2 separate regions of the Gasterosteus aculeatus genome follow, and region 2 is linked to region 1. A link is a contact called in public Hi-C data. All regions are on one chromosome and are shown on one strand. Each heading gives the region's core, a stretch centred on a gene start, on an enhancer-like site or on the middle of the called end of the contact. The rest is flanking DNA. Distances are from core to core; before and after follow the strand shown.

Region 1 (6,709 bases), core at 1,292-3,791:
GAGTGTAGAAATTTGCACAGGTAAAGAAATATTACTAACATGATGATGATGATAGACATGGATTTATACATAAAGTTCTTATATCACCTGTTGTGTCGGCCTACATTTGGGGCCTGACTAGTTTACTATGGGTCACCAGTTTGATTTCCGTTTCCTTTGTGACCGCGAGGCGTCTCAAAATTAAAATAACAAAGTAGTACGACGCTGTGTTCACAATATGAACGGATGGCTTTATTTTGTGTAATGTCGGTACAACACTGTGTATACTTAAACCCACAGCACTGTGCCTCTCAACCACACAATAAACCGAGGCCCATTCTCCCCCATTGTTAAAGAGTCCGTCAGAAATTGATCTCCACGTTCAGACAGTTGCAGAAAAACCGCCAAGATCAGCAGAACGGCGGCAGAGCAAACAAGCAGTGAAGGCTCAGCCTTGACCCGAGGTGAGAGGAATAAATCTCTCTCCCAGAGTCAATATTTAAACTCGTGTTCATTGGTTCTGCCGGGAGCGAACACCTCGTCGCTCCCATTTCTGTCAGCCATCTGAAAAGGGAGGCAAGGCCGTTACTTGTGCACATAATCACAGTGTGAAAGAACAGGGGACGAGTATGACATCATTCTTTTAGCCACGGACGAGTGTGTCTACAATGAATGTGTCCCCCTGTGTGTCCTTTGACCCGGACTGGAGAATCTTAACAACTCTAAAACTTTGACCAGACATTCACGGCCTTCTCAGGAGGTTCATTGCTAAATACCTGCAGAATGAATGACACCGTCCCATCGGCCTCGGCTGTGTTTTGCTAATTAGCATTTAGCAATTAGTATGCTGACCTGCGGGAGTGAGATGGTGAACATTGTAAACATCACATCTGCTGACCATCAGCATGCTATTGTTTTTGCGAGCGTGATAGCGTGCTGACGTTAGCGCTCGGCTCAACGCACCGCTCTACCTAATGCGGCCTCGGCCAGCTTAGAGCGAGAGCTCGGCACTCCCAAATGTCCTGTCCGGACAAGTTTCTGGAGGGATTGAACAACATGATCAACATCGAACTGCTGGATTTACAGTATAAGATCACCATAGTTGCCTAACATGCACAGAGCTACTGAACAAAGCGTACAGAGTCAATTTGAAGACACTCCGAGGGACGACACTCGTCCTGCTCGGGCTGGTTCAAGTCTTCACCTGCTGGTGGACGAGGGGGAACAAAACATGCAGGTGAAATCAGCTCCACCACTTTGCTGCGCTGCACTTGGCCACACTGGCTGTGTATCAGCACACAGGAAGAACCACCGCATACAGGCACGGCGGCGGGGGGGTTCTGGTGTTAACATACATACCATTTCCACCCACCGTGACACAATGTGTAGTTGTGCAATGCCTCATGTCTTCACGTACGCAATGACCTGGTTTACTGAGAGAAGTTAATACTTTTTGTCTCAGACAGGAGGGTTCAACGTGGACACATGCTCAATTCTGTCCTCAATTTGGAACCTTATTCCGAGTTAACCGGTGTGCTGGTTTGGAAATGGCTTGGTTTGTTTGACTGAAAGGTGGGGTTTCCCCAGTGCGACATACTGCTGTGGATTTTACCTTTTTTTTGTATAACACACCAGTGTGTCGAAAACAGGAAACGCATTTAAATTGACTCACAAAAGGATACAAAACACAGCCTTGTTGAACTGCAGTACCTTCTGTGAACACAGGAGGGCAACAGAAGCTACACTGGACTTTTATTTGTCTCCATCCAGACCACACCTGGACCCTGTATCAGAGGGTTTTCTTTAAACTTCTTACTTAGTTATAACCTCGAGATGACCCTTCTGCAACAAAACCTGAGTGTGTCTCCGTGGTGCCAGACGAGCAGTTTTATTTTCTCATTGCATCGTTAATTGCATTGTAATGTCACTTTAACTTGTAAAGACAAGTATGACGCTCATTCATGACGGATTGCATTTAACATTGTTACAACTGTTTCAATGAACTGCATTTGCCAAAATAAAATGAAATAAAGCAACTGAATGCTTTTGAGCTGTAATCCAAATATTTATTTAAACACATATTTGTGAATTGGATCATGAGTCATGTCTCTGTCTTTGATCAATTTATCTTTTTTCATTTTCAACCATTATTTTATCTTCAGTTGTTTTGGTACATATAAATAAAAAAAATATATATATAATAAAATACGGTTTCCGCTGCACCCTCTCCATGCATAATCATATTCATTATAATATATGATAAAACTATTATATTCGGACATCTTTACAACAGTTATAAAACCCGAGACTTACTTTAAATAAAACATCACCAGACACCGTGAAAAGGACCGCGTCAACGTCACGGCGATGGCAACGCAGTAGTTCCGGACTTTCTATTGTAGAGAAGTCAGTTTTTTTTAGTAGTTACTCACCTCTCTGAATAACACACCGACGCCCTCCACAATCTGCTGCCGGTTCATCTCCTGCACTCCACCCAGTCCTCCCCGCTCCTCCGTCCCAGTAGAACCAGTGCAGTAGAAGCTAACGTTACAGTAGTTAACTTAGCGTCTCGAACCCTTAGCATATGACGTTAGCATGTTAGCCGAGCCCTTTACTGTAAAAGCGCGAGTCACATAGCGGACGTCTCACTTTGTGCTGGATAGTTGTTGAACTATGCAGAAGTAAGTTTCAGTACTGCTAAAAGAAACTTCACCCCGAACGTGATGCTTCTTTTGTTTTTTAAATGGACTTTAAAGGCAAACGCGTTTATTTATGTCTATTTCCGGGTTGCCAGCGCGCGGTGGGAAGGCGCGACCTCTAGTGGCTGTTTTATGTGTTGCAACAATAACCAGTAACTACAGCTTTCAAGAAGGTATATATAATATAAATATTCAAAATGTTGGAGAGTAAAAACTAAAAGTATAGCATTTAAATACAAGTCAAAGTAACTCACACATGTACTTATACATAGTATTATTATAAAAGTAACAAAAAATACCTTTGTATTGTCAGGTGTTATGAAATAAAATATTGAATTATTCTTTGAACTCCGGGGAGGTGAGAAAAGCACCGTGACAACGGCTAACAAACAGCTGCCAAAAACCCCTTTATTCAGTTAGAACCAGATGTCTCCAGATTCGTCCAGTTACAAAGATGACTCTGGAGAAGTCTTAACCGTAAACACAGAGTCAAACAACAGCACCAGAAAGCAATTTGTCAGAAAACACCATTTACAACAATAACACAGAGAGATCGGCTAAGAAAGAAACTGGTACAGGGTTAACAGTCAGTGTGTGTTGGTTCTTATTTAAAAAAGACATTAAATAGAATTTATTACATCATACTGTAGAAAAGAATATTAGAGAACGTCATTGTTGCAAGTATATTTGTGACAGATATTGCAAGTTTTGTGAAGTTTATAGACAATAAAGAATCTCTTGTTTGTTATATGATGAAGCAGGCTTTGTTTTAAATGTGCAGAGAGAGAACATTCAGTTCAAACATGGCTTAGTTTGTGTGTAAGATTAGAAGGCAAACAAAAAATGTCTTTGCATCACCCCAAACAGTTCATACACACGTTGATGTAAAGGAATCTTAGGTATCCGAGGGGGATTCGCCTTAATGCAGTGAGTTACAGGAGAGGGTTTATGCCACTTTGACTAAAGACAATAGATCCAAAGCATAGTCCATATGAAATGCTGGCTGTTGCCCCCGGTTACCGGTCCGTGTGCTAACCGAAGCTAACAGATTTACCAGCTTCGTCTTCAGCATTCAGACATGAGCGTGGCATCGATCTTCTCAACTGACTCAGCGCGACAAATATGCTGATTTCTTTTTTTCAATTACCTCCCTCAGAGCCAGAACAGCGTCTTCATGCTAGTCCAAGCAAACTGTCTCAGTGGACACCTTGAATAACTGTATTACCCTAAATTTCTATCTATTAATTTAAAGTTGAATCTCTTTGCAAAGGGCGGGGAGTCATTTGTGGGTTCATCTACAATATCCACACGTAACCAGGGTCATGCAGTTGAACGTTCCTGTTTGTTCCTCTTGGTAGAACAATGACCTTGGTGACCTCCGGCTGGGAGAGGATTCAGTTGTGGTGCAAAAACACATCATTTTCTCAAATGATTCGCTAACCCCAAAACCAGACCCTCCTGTCCCAGCAACAGAAACTCTCTTAATCTGGAGTTTTCAGAAGAAAAATTAAATCTGTATTCTTTTACACGGATACAAACGTCCCCTCCGCGTTGAACCCCCCCAGCGCCCCTCGCAGCAAAGGGAAGCTACCAATTTCATGGCCGGCAACGATTCTGATCAACTGAGGTCACAGCTGGAGTCTGTGCACACGGGCACCTTTTCGACCCCCCTCATCAATTATTCAATGATTCGGACGCAGACGCACACGAAAACAGCTCCCTGTGCTCCTCTAAGACGGAAAACATCTTCTGGGAGCCCGAATGCAGCCCGAAAAAGCAGCTCTACGGTCACTGTGTCTGATGTAACACGCACTTGTGTTTTGCATCACAATCTGTGGGCTCCATCCGATCATGTGATGGGCGGTGACGCTCTGCAAGATGCCCGCGGCGAAGACGACGAAGGACAATGAACTCTGGTGTGAAAAGCAGCACGGGGGATTATCGCCATTCTATGATAACACACTAGTTGATAGTGCGTGAGGTACGACAGCTTGTACATTTAAATGTGCATTAATGGCTGCAGGAATGGCTTGTTCAGGGTGTACGGGGGTGCACACACACACACACACACACACACACACACACAAATGCAGGGTGAGCTTCCACACTCACACTTTGCTCACACACTTTAATGCTACACCGAGCAGATGGGTGATGCCTCAGGAGGTAATGTGAAACACACACTCCATAGTCTAAAGCTGCACACACACACACACACACACACACACACACATGCATTTGTTGCTATCAACTCCTTGGCAGTGCTGTGTGTTTTGGACCAGCCGCCCTGGAGGGATGCAAGCGGCTTCCACCAGCTTTCTCTCTCTCTGTCTCTCTCACATCAGCACAGGACGAGACCTGAAGCCACGGGGACATATGTCGAGTCCCCGATGACATGATCTAACACAGTTGGCTTTCGCAGCTCTTTCACTCATGTGTGTGTGTGTGCGTGCGTGCGTGTGTGTGTGTGCGTGCGTGTTAAAAAAAAGTTTTTTTTTAATGAAAAATAAAACACAGGCGACAAACGTTTGCGGCCGAGATATTTAGCTGCATATTCAAAACGCTCGCTTTATAAATTCTGCTTGATGAAGGATGCGGGCAGACATGAATGTTGCAGTTGCTGGAGAGGTGCATTTAGAAAGGGGGGAGGCCCGTGCCCACCTCCAAACACGAGGTGTCCTCCACCTTTTCAGCACAGAATGATAAATGTCAGAGCACTCCTCCTTCCTCAACCTTCTGCAAAACGAAACTTTCTCTCACAGCGTGTTTAGATATTCATATATTTGAGGTAAATGGCACAGAGTGGAGATGACAACATTTGGGGAGATCACTAGTGAATTTAGCCGTTGCGGTGTATCAATGTGCCAGCGTGCACTTCTCTGCACCTACTGAGCGCCGCATTAAAAAGGCCAAAACATCAGAGGGATGAAAGCTAATCAGCATATTTACCCAAATGTCAAACTTCTCCGTGAGATCTACGATTCAGTTTACAGGCTGGAAACACACATATCAAACGCCGGCAGGGAATCACAGGTGCTTTTGAAAAATTTGTACGTAATTGAAAACTCGACTTCGACTTGAGAATAATACAGAGGCACAAATAGATCACATTTATCTCAGAGTTTCCTTGTTTGCATGCACATGCAGTATTAAAACCCAGTTAGACAGAGCACATTAGTATACACACTAAAATTCCAGTAGGACAGTGGTCCAGTTCTTGAGGTCTCTGTGATTGTAATTCGGTAAAACAGCCAATGGGATGGTCCGGTTTACAGAGAGGGCGGGTCTCTGCGTTGCATAATCAAGTTCAAAGTGAAGGAGCTGTAGCTGAAGTGCTCTTAAAACTTAGTGTTCTGAATAATCACATCACAGGAGTGGTGAGATTCTCATTTATCTACAAGCCCTCGAACAAAAGGGAGAGCAGAGGAGGTGAAAAAAAAAAGAAACATACACACATCGAAATCGTTTACAAGTTACAGCAAAGAGTAGAAAAGTCACTCTTAGACTTTCTAGAAGCGCAGCCAAAAGGGGCCTCTGAACGCAGCTCGCGGGACGTTTCTTTGTATCACAAATCTTTGAGTTGTAGGTGCAGAAAGCGGAGCTCATACCGGCCGGCGCCAGAGACATTCCTCCGCTCAGAGGTTCTAGACACAACGCGGCAACTGAGGTCCACCGTGGGAGCACCTCGCTCATCAAGGCACATTCAGGACTCCTTTTTGTCCCACAAAGATTACCCCAACCGGGGGGGAAGGGGGCGGGCGAATCCACCCCCTCCCCCAAAAAACCCATCTGCCTTTAGAGTGTTTGCAGAATCCATTTCATCCACCGTCCTGCTCCTCTCCTTAATGAAGGAATGAAGGATGCAGGGTGGTTGCCACGGCAACTTGGCTCGGTGGGATGGGTACACTTTAAAGACACACTGCTACTTGATCCATTCTTAGGGGTCACGCGAGGTCACGTTCGACTACTCGGGTGTCCTCCACTTTGCTCACAGTCCATGTCCTCTTCCGAGCACAATGTAAAATAAAATG
Region 2 (6,695 bases), core at 826-3,325, 35 kb after region 1:
TAAGACTTAAGAGAAAAGCCAGTAAGTTACTTCGACAATAGAAATGTAAAGCAAAGCACACGTCAGCGCAAATATGGCCACAAAACTACAGAAAATAGATTTGAAATCAGCAGACGAGCCATCGAAGGAGTAAACAAGCCGTTATTTGGTCACATGCATTCCTCCGTCACTCCCTCACTGTGAAAAGGACAACACACACACACACACACACACACACACACACACACAGAGACACTTCCCGTAAACCAAAAAACTATGTTTTTATCCAAGAGATGGATTTGCACAATGCATGCACACAATCTACATCTGAGGTTGGAGATGAAGCCAATTAGGTCACGCTAATTGGGCCCATATCAGGATTACACGTTTGGACATCCTCGTAAACGTCCCATTCTGCCTCAAACGTCACATCTATATTCAGGAGTTGCTAAACAATTACAGCCTCGTCGTGCAGAATGACTTCGCATGACGCCATATAATATTCAACAGGGCAACAAGCTGCAGCATTATCCATCTATGAAAATGTCCAAAACATGATACATCATTACAGTGCATTCGTGCAATTAATGATCCACTGAATTGTCTGCATTTGGACACGACATGTATATAAAGCCGCGCGCCGGGTCTCCACGCCAGTCCGAAAGGCTGCAGTCAGAGCGTTTGTTTTCCTCACCCTACCCTCCCACCGGCCCACATAAACATTGCGCAGGGCGCTACCGGGGCCTTTGTCTTAAATATAAATATAAATATATATATATATATATATATATATATATATATATATATATATCATCATGTCGCCAAATGTTACGACTGTCGATGCAATATGCAAACGCATGTGCAATATGTCTACGGTGAGCTGCTTTAGTCCCCGCCGGTTGGATGTTACATTGAGGAGCAGCAGCAGCATAAGGGTGGTGTTGGTGGTGGAACCGTTAAATCCGCTCCATACAAGAAGTGGTTAAACGCTGCAAAACAACGAGAGAAAAAAAAGCAGCGAAGCGCTGCCTGCCGGTCGGGACGCTCTCTCTCCACGCGCACGCGCGGCCACACGCACCTTCAAGCTGGACTTAAGCGGTCCTTTGGCTGCGGTGTGGTTGATCCCCGCGGCGATCTCCTCCTCGGAGAACTCCTTCAGGCTCCCGTCCTGCATGAGCACGGTGTAGACGCTGTGGCGGGCGCCGGCGTGCACGTCTCTGTTCTCCTGCTTGACAGCCTGCACCACTCCGGTCACCGGGGCGCCGTCCCCCGTCGGACTCGGCGCGTAAACGCGGCTGCCGAGGATCGACCGCTTCACCAAACGCCTCGTGTGCATTGTTTAAAAAGAAAAAGAAAAAACGAAAAAAAGTGTGTCTCACTAAACTCGAGAGCCGCGAGAAAAAAAAAACCAAACACGCTGTATTTAAACCCTCAAGTGTCGAATTCGAACCGGCAAAACAACGTCGAGAAAAACACGAGCCCGCAGCGCTCCGCCGGTAGAAGGTTAGAAGGCGGCAACATACTCGGGGGGGGGAGACGCTCCGAACGGCGGCCTACAATGAGCCGAACACGAGAGCACCGAAAACCCGAAGGAGCACTTTGGATTAGAGGAGAGAAGAAAAACAACGACAACACGGACGCGACTCGTTTTGCCGCTAAAAAAAATCCTCCACATATAACCGGCTACCAATCCTCATCCGCTCGACATGTTTGTTTTCCCAACTGCTCCCTGCGAGCTCGGAGGGCGGCGGGAAGACGCGGACCGGCGCCCTCGTCCCGGAATCGAAGTGACTTTTGCACACGACCGGAGGACGTCGCGGCTCAGTCGCGAGCTGGCGACCGGGGCGTCGAATAGCGGCGGCAGACGCGTCGAATGGTCTCGCTTCGCCGGTTCCGTGCGCGTCGTCGTGCCGCCGCACGAGCCGAAACCGGTCGAAAAACACGACCCTAGCGTGACTCCGGTCCGGCTACTGGGCGCTCCGGTCCGTGCTTTTCCCCGACCGAGCGGAGCCTCTACCGGCGGAATGCTGCCTGTAAACATGTGCGGTCCAGCGGCCAGGGCGGGCTGTGATTGGTCGGGGCAGCACACGCCTCCACAAGCCTCCACCGCTCCGCCCTCTCCTCCCACAGAAGGTAACGCGGGCCGGGGAGGATGCTACACTCAAAACAATGACGCAAGGATGGAGAGGGGACGAGGAGGGAGGGTGCACGGCAGAAGGGAAGAAGGAGAGAAAAGGGAATTGAGGCTACGGAAAATAAGTTTTTATGCCATAACCTAGTTGTTAAAGGCATGTCGCCTACTTTCCAGGTGCCATGGGAGTTCTGAATTACTATGATCTGTTTCTAAAATTAAAGTAATTAACTACACCGGTCTCGTTTTTGTGAATGTAATCAAAAGGGTTATTTGAATCATTTTATTTTTGAAATGCTGTTATTACTTGATTGTTATGTATGGTAATAGCCAACCCACATTTGAATCAGCCCCTGTAGATCATTCAGTTGATGATGCAATGAAGGAAAGTGCATCATGTTCAAACTAAATATAGCTGAGGTATGCAAATATGTATCAAATTCAAATATATAAAGGTGAGGCCAGCTTTGCCAGAAACACTGTGATACCGTTATTTGATGAGCCAGCAGTCAAAAATGTATTTTTACCGTAACAGTACTCACAGACACGCTCATGTAGTTATACTCTGTACTAAATAAAAAAGGTCTATATCTCCCAATATCATTCGAGTTGTTGCTCTCTGAGTAAGAAAGATGTAGCTGATGAATATCTCCCTTTTGATTGTAAAGTACGCAGTGGTGTGATAAATCAAGTTCAGCACTGGTCGCGATCATCGCCCTGCATGGCAGAGAGAATGCACCGATGTATCTTATCACAGGCACAAAAAGCCTCATTGACGCCAACCCACATGACGCCAACCCGCGTGGTCTTTTTTAAAATATCATACAAAGCATACACTCTTTCTAGATGACATCATCCCCAGTGAAAAGAAATACACAAAGACAAAATATATTATATATATATTTTAATAGAACAATTCATGTGATAAAATATTTACATGCAGAGAATGGAAACGGGAAAGATTGGTGACAGATGTGGCCATAGCTTCAAAAACAGGCTTTGTCCTGTGATCAAAGGCCTGTGTCACCATGCGGTCGTCTGCTGGTTGCACGGGGAACAAATGGTCCCATCGTGGGAGTAGCAAAGCTAAAGGAGAGGCAGCAGCGGAGCATCTCCGAACCTCCCACATTCCCACGTGTGGCTGTTTCTATGACCAAGACAGACAACAGAATAGCTAATTGTTGTGTGTTTGGTAAAAATTCAGCATTAACAGCTAATTTGATTGGATCATTTCCTCTAAGGTCATTGACAGCATTCTTTAAAACCCATTATATCTAAACAATGGAACCAAAGATGTTACCCGGCCGCATCATTTGGTAGCATCAGTGTAACATCATATTTCTTTAATAGGTTTTGTTCATTAAATACTTGAATACTGGATTGTAGCATTGTTGGGCGCATGTCTAATGAAATATAGACGAAGGCTGGAGATGCTCTGATATTGGATGTGATTAGAACGGTTGAAGCACATCTTTCTGCAAAGAGGAGAGATACTGTAGCAGTGAAATACATATTTACAGCAAAACGCATTGACCCTGTTGAATTTGAAAACAAACATCAAACAGTATTGACACAGTAAAAAACAAAGTACCACACTCCATTTGTCTTAAAATACACGTACCAAAACATTGTACCATATTTCTGACATTTCATTGGTTACTACTTCTCAGGGTTCAAAAGGCTATTTGACAACTTTGAGTAATAATAAGATTTCTTTTAAAACCATTGGACGGTTTTCCTTAAAACAATGCAGACATCAGTGCTCTTAGCAGATACATTTTAAAATGATACCACTCTGGACATTGTACAAATAAGTAAAAGCTTACATAAACCTTCCAGCGAGTAGCAGTTGATTAAGAATAGTGCTCCTATACAAGCCGTAGTTGGCATGTCGTCAGTACAAGCTACAAACACAGATATGGTTTTCTCATAGTGCTACAAGTAAGTTAAAAAGCATAACATATTTAAATTGTGCAGGGCTATAGCGGGATTGTGACAAAGCTTTTGTGAAGCTGTATGTAAATGCAGTACCGTGATATTAAACCTTGTGCTTAAAAATCATCCGGGACACCAGCTGAGGGCTGCATACGGTACCAAGAGTCGGCTCGAAAGACCACGAAACCCCCAAAGTACACTTTGCCTTGTTTGTTTGCTATGTCCTATCATCACATTTTAACACATCATTTGTGTAGAATCCTGTGCAAAATGAAAAAAAAGAAAATATTTTCACATATGTTTTTTTTTTTAACAATGAATTCTTAAAAAAAAGTTAAAATCATTGGAAAGTGTACCTTTTTCTCTGTCCTTTACACACAAACACTTTATTCTCTAAATAAAATGTCTAGAAACTTCCAGAGAAGCCTATTTAATTGTCTCTCCCAAAGATACATTTACACAACAACATACATCCTTAAATAAATACAAAATTCACCAAATAAATTGCCATGGTCCATAGAATGTATAAAAATGCTTACAAAATGTATTGTGAGACCGCGTTGCTCCGCTTAGCTCTCGATTGCAGTGAAATGTATGTAGCAGACAAAAGGTTTTCCATTCTATTTCTAACAAATAGTCTCCACTACCTATTCGGTCACAGATGAGACTTTCTGCTCTCTGTGACGGTGCACAGTGACGGTGCTGCTGAACCTCGCGCCGAATAGCAGGAAACGCACCATCTGACACTTCAATACGACGTGACACTGAGTCAGCTAGAGAAGCTAGAACCACACTAGCAGCTGCAGAAGAGGCATACAAATAATCACCTTCATAAGTACAGTAAGTGCATGAATTTCATCATTATATGGCACAGAATTATTTTTTTATATCGCAGGCACTGATTGTGTTCTCAGCTAACCATTTGCTGCAAGTTGGTTCTGATTTGATATTTATATTATTTGGATTTCTTTTATCGAGTGATGTTAAAAGTCTCCAGGACTGTTGTCAAAAAGGGAAAAGAGGATTTTAATGATGATCCAAAGTGCAATCATTCATATGATTAATGCCCACTGACTGAGGGACTACCGTCCAGCTTCTGTCAGGGCTACCGGTACCAATGATATTCGCCTGATAAATTAAAAGTCCAGATATGACAAACCGTACCCACGCTGTAAAGCGGACACGTTGATGATGGATGCCGCGGCGAGCCGTTCTCTGGCCAGCTTCCTGTCAGGTTCACGGCACTGCAGAGAAGTCAGCGAGGAGGCGTCTCCCACAGCTCCACAGGTGAAGACAACGGAGGGGGGCGGAGGAATTTAGAGGCGGGACGTTTCCCGGCCCAGGCCCAACTCCCCGACGCACTCGTAGTCGTGCTCTGCCTTGGCGGCGTCCGACCCTTCTGCCCCCGGACCGTCCCAGTGGTCATCGTCCGGGCTTCCGGCCTTCGGGATGCGGATGGTTTCGTAGCCGGGGTCTGCGCGGTCCGACGCGGGGTCTCCCCCCTGCCGGGACTCGTCGTCGGGCTGGCCGTAGATGTCTCGGACGGTGGCGTAGAGGTCACTGGAGGATGAGGCCGGGACGAGGCCTTTGAGCTCTGCGATGCTGCTGTAGTCGTGCTCGTTGTCCTCCTCGTTCTCGGCAACGTCACCGTTGGTTTTGCGGACCATAGAGTACACTGCTGACTGAGGAGCAGAGGAGAAACACGGGACTTTCCCTTCATTTCTACACTGACAGAGTAAAGCGCTGCTGTCCCGAGGGAGAGAGGAGCCGGTAGTTTGAGAAATAAGGGAGTTTAACACACACTTACCTCATTGTCTGACAGAATGTGGTTGTCGAACCCCAGCGCAGGAGACAGAGGGGAGTGTAACTGGAGGAGGAAAGAACAAAAAGGTGGATTTAGATATGGTTCATAGTGGGAGAAAAGACTGAGGGCAAAATCAGATGTTGAAAACTATGAAGCGGAGGCTTACTCTTAAAAGCGGCTGCATTTGAGGGATTATCCCACATTTGTATTTGGTGGCAAGTTCCAGTTATAAAAAGGAATTTATAGAGTTTAAACGGTTTGTCGTACTATAAAAAGCATAAAGTTCTGACACTAAAAATTAATGTTGCAACAAAGTGGATCCAAACAATGTTGAGGGAATGTGACTGAGAAACAGTTGCAGTTCTCCTTGATCTTTATCATCAAAACCGGTGGGCAAACCATTGACACTTTTTCAAAAACACGACCAGCGCCGGAGAATCTCTTTGAGAAACCTTGAACTTGGTGAACGATTAATAAAGCGAACTTCTAAACTATTTCCAGAGAAACAAGCTCCACATGTGCCGCTTCTGCTGTGATACACGTGAAGCTAATGGCGAATATCACCCCCCATTCATTAAGGAAATTACTGGTAAAAGTCAATATTCAGTGACAGAGTGTGTGATGTTTGTCCACTTTGCTCTGTGGTCGATGAGGGAGCCATTTATCAACCGACAACAACGCAGCAAACAGCTCGGGAGTCTAACGAGAACCTCAATACCGACGAAATAACTCCAGGACTTTTGTTACACACCTTTCGAAGACAAAATCCTTTTTTTTTTGTGACTCAGTGAAAGGAACAAATTCTGATTGGCCGAGTGTCCTCGGTCAGATCCACCAAGGTTAATG

The links. Hi-C and Micro-C count contacts between places; a contact is called where the count stands out from the background.
Region 2: a contact with region 1 is called in a Hi-C map of whole body, with 3 times the contacts expected there. The contact joins the promoter of znf704 here to the enhancer-like site in region 1. A contact is called at or near these places in 5 of 6 Hi-C or Micro-C datasets (liver, skeletal muscle, tail fin and 1 more).

Annotation. Positions count from the first base shown.
Region 1 is chr10:7,051,015-7,057,723 of fGasAcu3.hap1.1, forward strand. tpd52 (tumor protein D52) reads left to right here. Exons shown (of 6, transcript XM_078081396.1): 6 at 1-2,020. Among protein-coding and RNA genes, the nearest start is that of tpd52, 14 kb to the left of the region's middle. Within about 2 kb of position 2,542, at least 8 of the 9 cell types and tissues checked have open chromatin away from gene starts, as enhancers often do. A contact at or near this core is called in liver, where this site is marked.
Region 2 is chr10:7,086,175-7,092,869 of fGasAcu3.hap1.1, forward strand. It overlaps znf704 (zinc finger protein 704), which reads right to left and starts at 2,076. Exons shown (of 9, transcript XM_040188985.2): 1 at 1,058-2,076. The coding sequence starts at 1,315. It overlaps pag1 (phosphoprotein membrane anchor with glycosphingolipid microdomains 1), which reads right to left. Exons shown (of 10, transcript XM_040188988.2): 9 at 5,853-5,912; 10 at 2,998-5,727. The coding sequence ends at 5,362.